2 separate regions of the Danio rerio genome follow, and region 1 is linked to region 2. A link is a contact called in public Micro-C data. All regions are on one chromosome and are shown on one strand. Each heading gives the region's core, a stretch centred on a gene start, on an enhancer-like site or on the middle of the called end of the contact. The rest is flanking DNA. Distances are from core to core; before and after follow the strand shown.

Region 1 (6,267 bases), core at 698-3,197, 150 kb after region 2:
ATCAAGAAGCATTTTTTAGACAAGCAAAACATATTGCCTTGTTTTGAGAAATATTATGCCAATATTAAGTCAGTTTTTCCTTAAAACAAGCAAAATAATCTGCCAATGGGGTAAGCAAATTAATCTTGTTTTTTCTTTTGACGTAAGATTATTTTGCTTACCCCATTGGCAGATTATTTTGCTTGTTTTAAGGAAAAAACTGACTTAATATTGGCATAATATTTTTCATAGCAAGGCAATATGTTTTGCTTGTTTAGAAAATTCTTCTTGATTTAGGAACTTTTAGATATTTGGACTAGAAACAAGACAACAAATCTAAGTAAGAAAAGCATTTTTTTGCAGTGTAGATGGTAATTTATGCCATGCTTTTCAAAAGATTTTCCTAACGGAAGTAAGTGAAGGGAAAACAAAACAGGACCCAGTATTGAGTCTTGCGGAACCCCCCACATTAATTGCATGACAGGTGAACTGGCTCAAAATTTTAACAAGAGACAATGCTGACCAGATAAATCGAAAAGAGGAACGATTTATTAACAAAATACATAATCAACAACAGTTTTAAAGCAATCAAAGCCAGTATAAATGAAGGTCAGTAGTGAAAAATGTGTGTTGAACTGTGCTCATGATTTAAAACCAACTAAAATAATCAAAACGCCAGGCAGGGGGGTCCGGCTAATCGAGTTCTTCCCTCATGCCAAATGTTGGACTCTTTATAGGCACCACATCCCACATAGCAAACGGACTTGGGCCAAATGTGGCCTCATTATGGCACTGCTGGCTTGTTGCCGGCACTGGCATGCATAATGTGAGCCAAATGTGGGCCATGCATGGCAATGATGGCACTGCATGCATGATAGCAAACTACATTTGGGCCAGTTGTGCATGGGAGGTGTGTGGCCCAGATCAGTGTAGCGATTGTTTAGGTAACATTATGCTGGGTTATGGCTCAGTTTTTGGGGTTTCTGCCCAGGTAGCAAAGAATTCTGGCCCAGATTTATTATAAAGCTGACAAAGCAGGCATTGATCCGGCACTGGCATACAGTATGTGAGCCAAACATGGCCTGGGTTTGGCAGAGGTGGCACCGCCTTTAATGCGACACACAACACTTTAGCCAGATATCAAATGTAGTATTTGGCCCAGATGCTAATAATGGATGTGTGGGCCATGTAAATTTGGCCTATCTTGACACATTTTTATTATTTTTGGATAAAGGCAAACAAATTCTACCAATCAGGTCTGGCCCAATCTGGCCCATTTCAGGCTCAGTTAACTTGGCTGAGACTTGACCCAGATATGGTCCATGTTTGGTTCTTGTCTTGGCTCGCTGGGGCACTTCAGATCATTTTGGAAGGGCACTTTCAAGACTAAAAAGGGCAATGTGTGAGCCCTATGTGCGCACGTGCCAGCATATATGCAATAATAAAATTGCCGTGCCAATATCGCTGCAATATCACTTCTGATTAGACCTTAACTGCATTTTGTACTGGTGCATGTGTAATGACAATAGAGTTTCAATCTAATCTATTCTAAACAGCTTTCCATAACAAACCCTCAACGAATTTACATAGCACTCTTAATAACCTAAGTATAGTTTGACATATGTTTTTATTTTGATATATAATTATATATATATATATTATTTTGGTTTCTTTAAATATTTGCTTTTCTTTTTTCCTTATACTTTGTAACATTTATGTTACTAGATGTACAGTGAATATGTATCATTTGTATTAGGGTCAAATAATATTAGCACAAATTAATATTTTATATATTCCCTGTTACTAAATTTAATAAAAATAATAAATAAATAAATAAATAAATAAATAAATAAATAAATAAATAAATAAATAAATAAATAAATAAATAAATAAATAAAAAGCTCAACGTAAAATGACGCTGTGAGGGCTGTGCAAGTGCGTCACCTAGTGGACAGAGAATGGCATGTCCACACTAGACAGCCACCAAAAATATATCTGACCGCCACTTTACGTAAATACACCATACATTTATGTGTCATATGTATGCAAAATTAAATCAAAACAGCATAATTACTTATACATATATATGTACCACTGTTATTCGAAGTGTAAAATGGTTGATGTGTTCACGAATCCTTATTATTTCATCTGAACGCGTCGATAATACACAGAGACAGCTTACATCTCACCTTCATCCCAAAGCTATCGTGTTTCACAATGACACTCATTATGATTATTCTCTCCTGAATGGACAAGCACGACAGTTTTGCCTTCAGGGACAATTAACAGCGTCCCTTGCCGTTTGCTTTTACCGCCGATTGGCGTCTCCAAACACAAGATGCCCCTTGACTATACGTAACCAAGCAAAGGCTGCTTCCCTTCAGAAAAGGTCGGTAACAAAAGACGTGCTGATGTGCATGTGTGATGGGGGTGGAGGCGATGGAGGTGGTGGGGGAGGAAAGTAATGATAGTAGTAGTTGTAGTGGTATTGGTGGGATGGGGAGGGATTTCTCCATCCTCCCCCAATCCCCAATTGAATGCATTAACGGGTACAGCTGGTCATGGTTCTGTTTTTAAAAAGAAACTGGCCACCTGCATTTGTATAGAGTTTGGAGACAAAGGCTTTGGAAGTTACCGTGGCTGGAATGTAAAGTTTGATTAACAATTGTTGGATGAAGCTTAGAAGATGGGATAACAAAATATCTCTCATTTTCCTTCGGTTTAGTCCCTTTATTCAACAGGGGTCGCCACAGCGGAATGAACCACCACAAAATATCAATGCAGTTCTCATTTTAAATTACTAGTAATTATATTAATTACACATATTTTTATATATTAGTATTTATTTTAGTAGTTACTCATTCAGTGGTTTGTTTTTGCCATTGACTTCTATGGCTATCTGTCATTGAGATATCAACTAAGGGATAGTTCACAACAAAAGTTAAATTCTGTAATCATTTAGTCGCCGTTCATTTTGTTTCAAACCATTATGAGTTTCTTCCTCCTGTTGAACACAAAAGAGGATACTTTTAAAGAAAAATTTAAACCTGTAACCATTGACTTCCATAGTAGGAAATACAACTACTATGGAAGTCCATGGCTACAGGTTTTCAGCTTTCCTCAGCATATCTATAGGAATGACAACATGATGAACTAGCAAAAATAAAAGTCTCAACTTTTAAATTTTTTGTGTAAAAAGCATTAAAAAGCCTTGTTTTTCCATATAGGCCTAGTAGCGATATAACAAATTCCTGTGGTGTCAGTACTTAAAACTAGGAACTAAACAACGTCAACATTACTATACACTACTGTACATTAATGCTCAATATTTACTCACTCTCAAAGTGGTTCCACTTTATCTGTTAAACACAGAAGATATTCTAAGGAAAACTGAAAACCTGTAACCATTGAGTTCTATAGTAGAAAATACAGCTGCTAAGGAAGTTAAGTGGTACAGGTTTTCAGCTTTCCTCAACGTATCTTATGGGATTATATGATAAACTAACAAAACCTTTTAATGTTTTAAGTAAAACACACAAAAAAATGTTTTTCCACAGGCCTTGTTTCTATATAATAGATTCCTGTGGTGTCTGTACTTAAAACTAGGAACTAAACAACATCAACATTACTGTATACACTACTGTACACTCATCGGCCACTTTATTAGGTACAACTGCTTGTTAACGCAAATTTCTAATCAGCCAATCAAATGGCAGTAACTCGATGGGGAAGAAAGGTGATTTAAGTGACTTTGAATGTGGCATGATTGTGCTGATTCACTGGGATTTTTACGCACAACCATCTCTAGAGTTTACAGAGAATGGTCTGACAAAGAGAAACTATCCAGTGAGCGGCAGTTCTGTGGGCGCAAATGTTTTGTTGATGCTGGAGGTCAGAGGAGAACGGCCAGGGCTGCGTTTCCCAAAAGCATCGTAAGCCTAAGAAGTTCGTAGAAATGATCGTACGACTGATCTTAATATTACGGTCTGTTTCCCAAAAGCATCGTAACTTAAGTAGCACTTGAAAATCTTCGTGGATCTACGAGTGCTCTGGAGTAATCGTAAAGCCTTAAGTGCATCGTAAGGAGACAGAGTTATGAGGGCACCTGCTGGACAACCGGCAAATTGCACCTACAATTTACTTCTCTTTAAAGTCATTATTCATTTTATTTGTACGTATATCTCTATTCATTTATATTTTCTACACATTACACAATTCAATATACAAATAATAATAATTAATAATTAGGCTAAACTTTTCAAAAATAAATGTAAGAGCTTATTTATTTATTTATTTACTTATTTATTTATTTTGATGTGAGATAAGCAATTTTTGATAAAGAAATTGATAAATAATTCTACTTAATTAAGGTTTCATATAAATATCGAAAATGATGCTGATGTCATTTCCGGCAAGGACTGTTAGAATTAGTTTTATGCGAGATTGGAGCAAGACAGTGTTTTTACAGTACGACATTTCCAGTTAATTTATGTTTTTAAACTGGCTCAAAAATATTTTTTTTTTATGTTATTCGAGTTGAATATACATTCACACAAGTAGAAGAAGAATTATATGGATTGCTATAACATGTGCAACAATAACGAGCCATTCTATAGCGTGACATTTCAGCACTTAACAAACGGATAGCGACTCCTAAGTTGCACTTAAAGCTGGGCTACGTGCAATTGTGTTAAGTGCATTTTTGGGAAACGCACGTGAAACAATAACGAACGTTCGCAAAATGACTCGTAGAAAACGCTCTTAAGTGCTAAGATCAATCGTTATCGGGAAACGCAGCCCAGACTGGTTCCAGCTGATAGAAAGGCAGAAGTCACTCAAATAACCACTCGTTACAACCGAGGTCTGCAGCAGAGCATCTCTGAATGCACAACAAGTCCAACCTTGAGGCAGATGGGCTACAGCAGCAGAATACCACAACGGGTGCCACTTCTGTCAGGCTACAATTCACACAGGCTCACCAATATTGGACAATAGAAGATTGAAAAAAACTTTGCTTGGTCTGCTGAGTCTCGATTTGGCTGTGACATTCGGAAGGTAGGGTCCGAATTTGGCATCAACAACATGAAAGTATGGATTCATCCTGACTTAAATCAACAGTCCAACCCAGTACTAGTAATGTGTACCTAATAAAGTGGCCGGCGAGTGTACATTATACTGTTCAACCTAAAAAATTTATTTACTCACCCTCAAAGTGGTTCCAAAACTTTATCTGTTGAACACAGAAGATATCTGAAGGAAAACTAAAAACCTGTCACCATTGTGTTCCATAGTAGGAAATACAAATACTATAGAAGACAATGGCTGCAGATTTTCAACTTTCTTCAACGTATCTTATAGGATGATATGATGAACTAACAAAACCTTTTACTTTTTTAAAATAAAAAGCATAAAAATTGGATATAGATTTGTTTTTTCATAAGCCTAGTAGCTATATAATAGATTCCTGGGGTGTCAGTACTTAAAAATATTAACTAAACAGCATCAACATTACTGTATACACTACTGTTCAACCTAAAATGAAAAATTAATAAGTTTTTACTCTCCTTCAAAGTGATAACAAAACTTTATCTGTTAAACACAGAAGATATCCGAATGAAAGCTGAAAACCTGTAGCCATTGACTTCCATAGTAGGAAAAACAAATACTCTGAAATTAAATTGTGACAGGTTTCCGACATTTAAACATAGGAACAAAAGTGGATGTCAAAGTCAACATACTTCAAAATATCTTCTTTTGGGTTTAACAGAAGAAAGAAACTCAAAAAGGTTTGGAACATGAAGAGGATGAGTAAGTGATGACAGAATTTTCATATTTGGATGAACTATCCCTTTAACAGGCCTATTACTAGTAGGCTACCATGAAAACAAATAGGCGGTCTATAGTTTTTTAGGCTAAATAGGTTTTATAAACTAAAAGGTTTAAATGAATAAAACTATTTTCTTGATCACGAGCTGACCATGTTGTGTATGAGACCTCATTTCCTTTAGTCTTTTTAAGGTAATTTCCTTGACGTAGCTCATATGCAATGCCGCTTATCGCCAGTATGCGGCAGTAGAGGACGGTGAAATTTACCCAGTCAAACGGTTGACGATTTATTTGTAAGGAATGCTTTTCAGTTTGCCATATCCACCGAGAACTCATGGAGTCTGCAAGTCTGTGCAGTGTAGTGTGTGCCGCAAGGCTAGAAATGTTAATGAAGAAATAGTTAAACGCACATAGACGAAACAGTTAGCTTTCAATTTTACATTGTTAGCATGTGTGGACTGT
Region 2 (6,615 bases), core at 3,635-6,134:
TAGCAGATTATATTTTTCTTCAAAGTCTTAATCACAGTTGGATGTAAATTTTGAAAAATCTAATGTAGCATGACATGTCATAGACTTGAGGAATAAAAAGATAAGGCCTCTAGATCACGCTTATTTTACCCAAATAAAATATGACCATGCCTTGATTTTAAATGATTTAATTAGCACAGTAAGGTCTGACTTTACTTAGACAAAAGTCTTGTCACTTAACAGAAATAATGTCCAGTATAGAATATAAAGTCATGCTGCAGTGGAGAAAGAATGAATATTGTGCATGACTCCATCATGAACTTGGAGGACTGCATCCTTACATCTCTGCAATGACTCAAATCACTTATTAATAAAGTCATCTGGAATGGCAAAGAAAGCGTTCTTGCAGGACTCCCAGAGCTCATCAAGATTCTTTGGATTCATCCTCAATGCCTCCTCCATCTTACCTCAGACATGCTCAATAATGTCATGTCTGGTGATTGGGCTGGCCAATCCTGGAGCAGCTTGACCTTCTCTGTATTCAGGAACTTTGATTTGGAGCCTGAAGTATGAGAAGGAGCGCTATCCTGCTAAGGAAATTGCCCTCTCCTGTGGTTTGTAATGTAATGGGCAGCACAAATGTCTTGATACCTCAAGCTGTTGATGTTGCCATCCCCTCTGCAGATCTCTCACACGCCCCCATACTGAATGTAACCCCAAACCAGGATTTTCCCTTCACCAAACTTGACTGATTTCTATGGGAATCTTGAGTCCATAACAGTTCCAAAAGGTCTTCTGCAGTATGTGTAATGATTGGGATGCAGTTCAACAGATGATTCATCAAATAAAAAAATCGACCTTCTGACACTTTTCCAAATTATCTATTATTATTATTTGTTGCTCTTACAATTGGCATCTATGACAAGACTTTTTTCATGCAGTAATGACGCTTTAATCAGAATCCCGAAGCTCCAATAACCACTGGCCATGCGCTGTGGAAGCAGAGAAGCTTCCAAGCATATCAGCATGCACCAAGACAACAAATGCAACACATCCACATTAGGGCTGCCCCCAAATAGTCGACTAAACTTTAGTCGATATGAAGAGGGCTTGGTCGAATACATTTTCATTAGTCGGTTAGTTGCAAAAAAAATTAAAAATCACGTGAAATTACGCAATCAAGGGCTGCGCAATCAGTGTATGACATCAGCAACGAGAGATCAACGCCTAACGCCTAAACGCCTCCACTGTATCCCTTCCACATCCACTCCATCAGAGCGCATCTTTTCAAAGGCCGGCTTCATTGTGAACACGTCGAGAAGCTCCCTTCTTCCCAGCAATGTGGACAAGCTGGTGTTCCTCTCACATAATATGAAAAAAATTAAATCGAATTGAAAGCTTAGGTAAGAATGCTTAATTTCCTTTTTGTAGTGTTTCTGTTTGCTATCCATTAGGCTATATATATAAAAAAAACGGGTATTTTATTTTTATATCGGGTAGGCTATACAAATAAATAAATACATATTATTTTTATTATATTTTATTTATTATAGAAGTTGTTTTTTATTCTGTTAGAAAAATTAGTCTGATGTTTTTAATTTGTTGTTTCAGGTCAAGACTCATCCGTCGTCTTAATGGCAGTTTGTGGCTTTGCTCTGATGTTTTTGATTTGTATTAGTGTTCTTTAAATTATTTGTTCCACATTTTGTCGTAAATATAGTTGCTCTAAACAATTCAATCATAATTAGGCTGTTAATTTGTTTGCTGCCTTCTTTTTTATTCTAAGTTTTGGCGTTGTGCGATGTGCATTTATTAAGTTGTTCATTTTTGTTAATTTTCCTTTTGAACAATATAAAAATTACATAAATTTTAATTTTCCACTGTATTTAAAAAAAATTTATTTTAAAAACAGTGTATTTTAAAAAAAAACTGCGTTTTTGCTACAGTATTTATTTATTTATTTATTTTTATTTTTTGCCTAGTTTTGTACTAGGCCTAAGTTGCTAATAAGTTTATTTGATTTATTTTGAAGAACAAATTTTTGTTTATTTTATTAAAAAATGTTTTTTTTTTTTGTTTGTTTGTTTGTTTCTAAATAAATTATTAAAATGCACAGGCAGTCTGATTGCTGTTTTTATGTCATAATTAGCCTATAACGTTCTGGTCACTGATTTTTGTGTGTAAGCACTGTATTTAAACGCTTTACTATTTCGTTTTAAGCGCTTAATTTTCGTTTTGAATGCGCTAATATCATGCTTTAGCATTTTCTGTCACGTGGAAGTGTTAAACTTCAACTTGGACTATATTCCTAGTATATACGCAAGTTATTATATTAATATCATAAATGAACGATTATTTGATTAATCGCTAAAATGCAGGAATGTTAGTCGACTAGGAATATCTTTAGTCGGGGGCAGCCCTAATCCACATATACGTATACGTCGACAAACAGCTGTTGCATTTCAAAACACAGGTCGCTCAATTTAACTAGAACCCACGTACGTAGATTCTAGCACATTCATGCGCCCATCGAAAACGAAATGTTGCATGAACACAAACAGGAATGACCAATTAGAGGTACTAAGCTGTACTTCTAGTGTCAGCATATGCATGGCTTCTCATGAAACGATAACAAGCTCCATGTGGCCACCACATGGAGATGACGGATACCAGACTGCACATGACGGACAGCCATATGACAAACAGAACTGGCAAGCCGCAGATCAGAAGCACATACAAAACGCTTGCCGAGTCGGACGGGTGGCTGTTACCTGGACGCTCACAGGGCTTTGAGGATACGGGTTGGAAAGAGGAGTAGAAGGAGACGGAGGACTCTCCTCCTTCACTACAGGCGATGGCCCGTCGAAGATGCATTCCAGCGATTCAACCTACAGAAGGGCATTCAACTCAGTGTATTACAATACAGGCTTGACTTGAATGTGTCTAGTTACATCATTGTTATCACGAGAACAGGATAAAGCCTAAGAATCAGCAAAACAGAGAGTCGTATGATAATGTTGATGGAACACAGATCATATATACGTAAGCATCTGAGTGGAAACTGAAAGACCATGATGCATATGACACAAATGTTAAACACATTAATATATGAAAAGCCTCTTGGGGTAATAGGTCATCCTCTAACCTGAACAGACCAGGGCGATGTCACTCCTACCTCAATGCATAAATACACAGCAGATGTTTACTGATTTTTCTGATGACTGCAATGACTTCTATAGAGCACAAGATGGCAACAGAACCCACTTCTGCAGCAGACTGAATTAATTCATCTCAAAGTGTCCATTCTTTTTAAATTGCTGTGTGCCAAGTATCTTTAGACAATTTTCTAATGACTTCGGATGGCATGTGTGAAAATGCACACACACCCCCAACACCTCTCTCTCTTTTTATAATTATATTTTAAGTGTACTGCTTTTACCTGCATATTCCTTTGTTGCATCAGATTTTACATACAAATAGCTTAAAATAAGAAATTAGTTGTTTTTTTTACTGAAAATAAACATAATAAAAATATTATTAAGGTTTAAAAATGTACTTTATTTGCAATTATATTAGTATAAATGAATATGTCTTAGAATATCTACAAAAACTACAAACATGTATTTAAATTAAAGCTGCGGCGGAAAATCTGAAACTAATCTGAGATTATTTAAATGTGTCGAAATTCTCTCTTGAATTTATTCCGAGCTTAGTTTTGGCCAGCAGATGCTCAATCTGCTCAGCTCCAATTCCTTATACACACTATTCAAACATATAATAATAATAATAATAATAATAATAATAATAATAATTAATAATCAATAGTTAGGAAGAGTTTTTTTATTACAAGAGTCTGCATAGTCAGATGTGTTTACATGTACAGTTGAAGTCAGAATTATTAGCCCCCCTTTGAATTTATTTTTCTTTTAAAAATATTTCCCAAATAATGTTTAACAGAGCAAAGAAATTTTCAGAGTATGTCTAATAATATTTTTTCTTCTGAAGAAAGTCTTTTTTTTTTTTGGCTAGAATAAAAGCAGTTTTTAATTTTTTAAACACCATTTTAAGGACAAAATTATTAGCCCCTTTAGGCTAATTATTTTTTTGATAGTCTACAGAACAAACCATCATTATACAATAACTTGCCTAATTAACCCAATTAAGCCTTTAAATGTCACTTTAAGCTGTATAGAAGTGTCTTGAAAAATATCTAGTCAAATATTATTTTCTGTCATCATGGCAAAGAGAAAATAGATCAGTTATTAGAGATGAGTTATTAAAACTATTATGTTTAGAAATGGGTTGAAAAGAGCCCCCTCTACTGTTAAAAAAACAGCCTAGAACACCCTCTGCTTTTAAAAACCAGCATAGAACACCCAGCCTAGAGCGCCCTTTGCTGTTAAAAACCAGCCTAGAGCACCCTCTGCTGTTAAAAACCAACATAGAGTGCCCTTTGCTGTTAAAAGCCAGCCTAGAGTGCCCTCTGCTGTTAAAAAACAGCATAGAGCGACAGCCTAGAGCACCCTCTGCTGTTAAAACCAGCATAGAGCGCCCTCTACTTTAAAATACTAGCTTAGAGCACAATCTGCTATTTAAAAAAATAAGCTAGAATAGAGATGAAAAAAGTAGCAGAATAGAGAAATTGATGCAGAATTGATTTTTTTGATTGTATTTTTTTTTTCACCACAGCTCTAATTTCAATTCTAATACATACAAAACAAGCATCTGTCATAAGGGCTATTGAGAGTCTCTAAGGAGATGCCGAGGTGACTCTCAGCTTGGGCCAAATCTCTAATGTAGGGGAGTGTCTGAGATTGATGGCAGGTTGTGAGGGAGAGTGGGGGAATAAAAAGGAGCCGGCTTAAGTGTGAGCAGTGAAGGTTATGAGAGACGGCAGGTGATATTTCTCATCTGTGGTTTGTTGTGTGCAGCTTCTGGCTCAGGCTCTGATCAGGGCGGAGGGGGGAAGCTTTGGGCTCATAAATCTAAAGGGAGAAGGAAGCACTGGAGCGCAACAGGACCAGAGCGAGAGCTTGTAAATGTTCAACCATACACACTACTACCTCCTGCCCGGACAGGATATTCACCTTCTCTGAACATAGTCAGAATGCTGCCTCAGTGACGAGACAAGAACTAAACATGGATCCCTATGGCCAGGTTGAATACTTCATGCAGTTCCATTAAGAAGGGTAGTCATTGTACAGCAACTGGATTTGACACCTGTGCCTCAAAGAATACAACCAAATCACTAAAGAAAAAATGCAGAGCTGCAGTTAATCCAGTAGTGGATGACAGGCATCCCGTTGGCCTTGAGTACAATGATTACCCTTATCAATAGAACTGCATGAAGTAATTAGCAAGATTATCCTGCTGAAACACAATAACCTAAACTTCCTAAATAGACAAATGTTTGCCAAAATGGACAGTTACTTCAAAGATTACAAGTCTTTTATAAATATAAGGTTTCCACTTCCTCCCCATAACAAGGCTAGCCTACCTCCATGTTTGAGCATGGGGGTGATGATGTTCTTCTGCTAATAATTCTTGTCTTTTTTCTACCCAAAGGCATACCCCGACCAATCACACCGTAAAACCTTCTTCCAGAACTTGTCAGATCCATCCAAATGAATGTTTGAATACTGAAGCTGGCCTTCTTTATTGTTAAGAGTGCTGTTCAACAAGGTGTCCTGACATGTCCGAGATGTGATCAAATGTTTTTCCTCCTTTCATCAGGTCATTTCATAAGACTTTTTTTTTCATCTGCTCTGATTAACAGTTTTCTTCTTCTTCAGCATTTTCAAAGGTTTTGTGGTACAACACATTTCAAAATGATCACTAAAGCTGCCAGCCGGGTGTTTAGAAACCTTTAGTGTCTTCTTGAAGCTATGGACTTTGTGATTGTGATGTACAAAACAATCTTCACAAAAGCTTGTGAGATATTTTAGCCATATTTGCTTCTTTACTTTATCACAAGCATGGGGTACTTTCATTTATGTGTAACTGCTAAAGCTGACTAGGTCTTATTAGAGGGTTTCCAAAAGCGTCGCTGTCTTCTAACACAATATTCATCCCCACCATAGAAATAAGTGAAAAAGACTGCCATGTTTAGTAGTAGATGAATAAGCTGAAATAGGAAGAATTACAAAACCCTGAAATATTATAGTATTATACAGTGATATGACTATTTAATATGCTGTTAAATTGTTATCTATACAATAAATAGGGATTTTTATTCCTAATTTACATATTGTGGGGCTGGGGGGGGGGGGACTGGGGGATAGGGGATTAGTTACCTTCAATGAACAGGACAGTAAAGATTGCAGACATGAAATTGTGAGAGAGTGAGAGAGGGAAAGGACCTTAAGCCAGGAATCAAACTTAGGTCACTATAAAAACTTCAGTGTTATGCGTCAATGCTCTACCACTCAATGCTCTACCACTCAATGCTCTACCACTCAATGCTCTACCACTCAATGCTCTACCACTCAATGCTCTACCACTCAATGCTCTACCACTCAATGCTCTACCACTCAATGCTCTACCACTCAATGCTCTACCACTCAATGCTCTACCACTCAATGCTCTACCACTCAATGCTCTACCACTCAATGCTCTACCACTCAATGCTCTACCACT

What was found. Hi-C and Micro-C count contacts between places; a contact is called where the count stands out from the background.
Region 1: a contact with region 2 is called in a Micro-C map of caudal fin, with 9 times the contacts expected there. The contact joins two enhancer-like sites. A contact is called at or near these places in 3 of 18 Hi-C or Micro-C datasets (caudal fin, embryo and an unstated tissue) and 1 of 4 datasets of contacts at active chromatin or transcription factors (caudal fin).

Annotation. Positions count from the first base shown.
Region 1 is chr2:5,435,099-5,441,365 of GRCz12tu, forward strand. It overlaps LOC108182396 (a long non-coding RNA gene), which reads left to right and starts at 6,120. Exons shown (of 3, transcript XR_012390327.1): 1 at 6,120-6,267. Within about 2 kb of position 1,948, at least 31 of the 62 cell types and tissues checked have an H3K27ac peak or open chromatin away from gene starts, as enhancers often do.
Region 2 is chr2:5,277,442-5,284,056 of GRCz12tu, forward strand. It overlaps dlg1b (discs large MAGUK scaffold protein 1b), which reads right to left. Exons shown (of 22, transcript NM_001012388.1): 3 at 2,751-2,867. Among named protein-coding and RNA genes, the nearest start is that of dlg1b, 25 kb to the right of the region's middle. Within about 2 kb of position 4,885, at least 8 of the 62 cell types and tissues checked have an H3K27ac peak or open chromatin away from gene starts, as enhancers often do.